Regions from separate parts of the Zea mays genome. Here region 2 is linked to region 1. A link is a contact called in public Hi-C data. All regions are on one chromosome and are shown on one strand. Each heading gives the region's core, a stretch centred on a gene start, on an enhancer-like site or on the middle of the called end of the contact. The rest is flanking DNA. Distances are from core to core; before and after follow the strand shown. Region 1 holds the start of LOC100275252. Region 2 holds the start of LOC100191784.

Region 1 (2,545 bases), core at 29-2,528:
AAAATCTTTATTCGGGTTTTATTGGCTGCCAAACTATATATCTAATTGTTTTTTCCCCGTATTTTTGTAGAGTTTCCATAGTCTTTTTGGGGGATCAAAACCCCCCATTTTTTGAATTATTAGATCAAGTTTTTTTTCTTCACGAAAATGTTATTGCTCCAAGATTTTTAACGACTCGTTTCGGGCTAAATACCGGTGCGTTCAAGGAGGGAAAAAAACGCGGAGTGTTTTTTTAGCAGCAGAGACGACGAGCTAAAAGCAATGCCCGTTTGTAGCAAGTAGCAACTGGCGAGCAAGGTCGCGTACGGGCCACCTAATTAGGCCTCAAGGCCCAAGATATGGCCCATCTACTATAGATCATCAGCCTTTTTTTGCCAGCCCAATAGCAACTAAAAGCTCCCTCGGACGATACATGCAGCATGCCTGACCGTGGACATCGATGACGTCGAGAGACTCCCGCCGATGCATGGCACGACGACGACGAAGTGTGCTTCTGCTTTTTCTTCAGAAAACAGCTCGTATGTAGCTCATGAGGTTAAAATCAAGGGCCTGCAGGTTCCTGGGCAAATTTGGCTTTGCGACCAAAGCGCAAAGCTTAGAGAGGCGCTTTCGTTTGGACTGGCAGGAAAAGGAGGACATGCATGGGCCGGTCTTTCCAACCGAAAAGACTCGCGCTTTTGATTCCGCGCGCGCGCATCAAAAGCTACAGATTAGGGCTTCTGCCGTATGGTATGGACGATAAAGACCGTGCATGAACACCCAAAGCACGCGCTTTACCGAGATAAAGCAAAGCAAAGGCGAGAATCTTGTTTCGGGTAGTTTTTTTTTTGGTGAACTTTTATGTCACAGAGACGCATGTGGCGACGATGGGAAAAAGATTAGGAAGGTGCAGCTGGTGCTGCTTTGTTCAGATTCTTAGTAACCAAGTCATATGCCTGCCTCTTGCTCTTATAGGTTGACTCCGATCCTGGAGCTTTTACCTCTTACCGTTCTGCTAGTGCTAGCTAAAACATACTGAACTGTCTGCACTGCAGGTTGCAGGAGAAATATTTGATGAAGCTCTGTTCTTGCATTCACTTGGAAAGTTTCTTTCTTTAATTTGTAAAACCTGTCTACTAGCATGACTTTGCAGACAACCAACGAAGGCACGGCGCATGACGGAAAATCATGGTGTCTGTCCACCGCGCACGCACCCAAGCACTGAGACTGAGCTACTGACTCCCACAGTCTCCCCCACATGTGCTATATATATACGAGGGCCAGGTCTACTGGATGCCTGATACCGATAGCTAGTACGTGATAGCTCCTTCAGTAACCACCGAACCATCCACGAGCCACCGCCGCTGGCCTCGCGCAACATGCTGCCGCCTCACGTCGAGATGCCGACCACCAGGGCGGCGGGCATCAAGCTGTTCGGCAAGGTCATCACCACGCATTATCAGCAGCAGCAGCAGCCGCCGCAGCCCGTGCGCCACGCGGGCGCCGCGCCGGCGTCGTCGGGGCGCGGGAGCGGCGGCGGCCCCGGCCCCGACTTGCTGGAGGAGGTGGCGCGGGCGCGCGCGGCGGCGGCCGAGGCGCGGCTGCCGTGCCCGCGCTGCTTGAGCCGGGACACCAAGTTCTGCTACTTCAACAACTACAACGTGAACCAGCCGCGCCACTTCTGCCGGGCCTGCCACCGCTACTGGACGGCCGGCGGCGCCATCCGCAACGTGCCGGTCGGCTCCGGCCGCCGCAAGAACCGCCCGGTGCTGCTCCCGCCGCCGCCGCCGCCGCCGCACGCTGCCACCGCCACTACTACCGGCAGTAGTGCTACTATCAGCGCCGACGATAGTAACGACCGCCGCCGCTCGGCCTCGGGGTCTCCTCCTCCGGTGTTTACCTCTGCGTTCACCGCGCCCTACTACCTCGGCTCGCCCGCCCAGTTCGCCACGTCGTCGCCGGCTTACGCCGCTGGCGCTGCCGGCCCGCCGGGGACGGCGGGGCAGTGCTTGTGGCTGGTGGCGGCGACCACGACCACGGATCGTTCTGCTGCAACGGAGACCGCGCTTTTCTGATATGACGTGAATGAAAAAAAATAAGAAAATGAAATGATGTGATTTCGCTTGGTTGCTTGCTCCTCGCGCTCCGAGCATTTTCACGGATCCGGCCAGCCGGCGGTTTGGGTTTGACCTGCTGGTAACAATTTCGAGTGTGCATGTTCGGGCTTTTTATTTATTTTTAGGTGTAGTTGTGTAATCGTCCAGGTGTCTGTTTCTAACCTTTTTCTTTTGACTTAGCATCGAACTTTTGTAAGCATCAAACTTTTGCAACCTTTTCTTTTGACTTGGCAGCAAACTTTTTGTGAAGGTTGTGTAAGTCCTTTTGGGGAGCTTTTGTAAGCTTGGGATGTAATTTAACTTGACTAGAAACATGTCTCTATGCGTTTCAGTGGGAGTGAGGGGGTGCTGCTGTGCTGGGAGCTATTAAATTTTGACGTCGTTGATGATGAAGAACGCGGCGAGCCAGCGAGAGTGTCTTTCAGACACCGACAAGCGTGCGTTGCTTT
Region 2 (2,545 bases), core at 16-2,515, 170 kb after region 1:
AAAAAAAAGGCAAATCTGCCGGTAAAACCTCCTTTTGGACCCTAGGAAATCTGTATGAAAAATATAGGAATTTGGTTCCTATAGGAATCAGCACTGCAATGCCCTTTGGTTGGCAGGTTTGAGACTTTGAGGCGTGGGAAAATTGGAGGGTAAAAATCCTTTGGAAGCATTTCACGGAAGAAACATGGGAAAGAAAACATGCACTCTGATCTCATTTTTCTAGCATGCGCATAGAATGAAGATAAAGGACAAGTCAAAGACTACAGAGACAGAGAGAGGAAGTATAGCACTGGCCCACATGTGTAATTAAGTAGCTTGATAAAGAATCTCGTAGGGATTTTTACAAACACTGTTATGGACTCGTCCCTTACGTGTTTCCTACAATCATCCGAACACAATTCAACAAATGTTCCTATATTTTTATTTGTCTGTTTTGCACATACATCTATGTTATATCCCTGTGTTTTCCCTGTTCCTGCAATTTTTTTCTTTCAAAGGAGGACTAAGCAAAGACCTCCTTCCGTGCTTGGCCTTTCCCGGGAGCGTGACGCTGCCGGGGCCGTTTTCGCGAAAGCAGGACGCACACAAACACACAAACAACCAAGCAACAATGGCAAACGAGCGAGCGCGGAGGAAAAGCCACCTTTTCTTCGAGTTCTACCTCTAGCTGGTCCCGACGCCCGAGGGCCGACGGCGAGAGCAGACCGGGCCTCCTCCCTGTGCGGAAACAGTTCAGTCCTGCTCGGCTCGGCACACCACCAACGGTTACGCGCCTACAGACGCCGTGCCGCGGCGCCCGAGGACAAGGAACCCCACCAAAACCACCCGCCGAAACCGAGCCAAAAGCTCTGTGGTCCCCTCGTCCACGGCCACCGACCCCACCATCCATAAACTCGCCACGGCCACTGCCGCAGCGGTCCGGTCAGGAGGGGCGGGAACAGGAACCGCGGCCCGCACGCATCGAAGCCGCTGCGGTCTGCGCTCTGCGGTGGTGGGCTCTGGCTCTGCCTCTGGCTCTGGCGCAGGGGCGTGGGGGACGGGACTGGCATTGCCACTGCCCAGCCGCGGGAGCGGCCCCTCCGGGGGGACAAGCGCATTAATGCCACTGCCGCCTCCGCCGATTTAACTCCCCGCCTCTATCGCCCTCACCTTCACCTGTACGCCGTCCCGCTTCGCTTCGGAGAGGTCGCTGCCTGTGCCTGCCATCAACGTTCCCTCGCTGGTTGAGGTAGACCCACCGACCCCCAGTACTAGTCGGGACAGAGATGGGGATTGATCTCAACGCCGTGGGGGAGGACGACCCGGCGGGCGCGGTGTGCGCGGAGCTGTGGCACGCGTGCGCGGGGGCTGGAGTGGCGCTGCCGCGGCGGGGCAGCGCCGTGGTGTACCTGCCTCAGGCGCACCTCGCGGCGGGCGGCTGCGACGGTGGTGGGGTGTCGGCGCCGGCCCCGCCGCGCGTGCCGCCGCACGTGGTGTGTCGCGTCGTCGACGTCGAGCTACGCGTGAGTTGGCCTGCCCCCCCCCCCCCCCCCCCCCACCTTGCATCGTGCAGCCCAGCTGGTGATTTAGTTTTGCTTGCTTTCCTATTCTTACGCCAGTGCGTGTGCGTGCGCGTGCAGGCGGATGCGGCCACGGACGAGGTGTACGCGCGGCTTGCGCTGGTGGCGATGGATACGGTGAGTGTCGTTGCTTCGGAAAAGTTCGTTGCTCGCGGTGGGGGGTGGGGGGGCGCTGTGATTTCAGCCAAATCGTTTCACTGATTTCTACCGCGGATGTTGGATATGGTATCTGTTCCATTGACTTCATTCCCTGTTTCGTCTGCAGTTTGCATTTTGCCAGAGCGTTGGGGGCTTGGGGCTAGATATGACTCGTCACTAGAGTATATTTTTGGTATTCAAACGCAATGTGGAGGACCTGCCATTGCCAACTTCGAGTTGTTCGAAATGATTGGCTTGGGAGTACAGTGTCACATCGATTTAGGGGGTGTTTGGTTTTAGAGACTAATTTTTAGTCCCTCCAATTTATTCCACTTTAGTCACTAAATTGTCAAATATAGAAACTAAAATAGAGTTATAGTTTCCATATTTTGTAATTTATAGACTAAAATGGAATAAAATGGAGGGACTAAAAATTAGTCCCTAGTAACCGAACACTACCTTAGACTAGGAATCGTTTTGGATTCAGATATCACTATTTACCACTTTTTAGTTCGAAGTCCAATACAAATATTGTCGCATACTAATGCAACACCAAATATCTCAAATCGAATCTACACTAAAACAGATACAGATATGGATCATTGAATATCTGGACATCGGCGCATCGATATCTAATTAGTACTAGTACTTTGTTAGAGGCTTGGGCATCGTTAACCACAGTACCTTCTTGTCCTTGCTTGTTAGTCTTTTCCTGTTTTCCTTCTTAATGCTTGGTTAAACTCTCTGAATAATTCGATCAGTCACAGACTAAGTACGAAATCATTCATTGGTTACTGTAGACTGTAGTGATAGCCCCTTTTTTTCATTTATCATGGTACTTTGCTAGA

The links. A called contact is a pair of places that touch in the nucleus more often than the background predicts.
Region 2: a Hi-C map of tassel shows a contact between it and region 1, with 4 times the contacts expected there. The contact joins the promoter of LOC100191784 here to the promoter of LOC100275252 in region 1. A contact is called at or near these places in 7 of 25 Hi-C or Micro-C datasets (ear, endosperm, leaf and 2 more) and 1 of 3 datasets of contacts at active chromatin or transcription factors (leaf).

Annotation. Positions count from the first base shown.
Region 1 is chr6:169,944,376-169,946,920 of Zm-B73-REFERENCE-NAM-5.0, forward strand. LOC100275252 reads left to right here and starts at 1,279. Exons shown (of 1, transcript NM_001149386.1): 1 at 1,279-2,408. The coding sequence starts at 1,359. The coding sequence ends at 2,054.
Region 2 is chr6:170,115,064-170,117,608 of Zm-B73-REFERENCE-NAM-5.0, forward strand. LOC100191784 reads left to right here and starts at 1,266. Exons shown (of 10, transcript NM_001137209.2): 1 at 1,266-1,502; 2 at 1,620-1,676. The coding sequence starts at 1,266.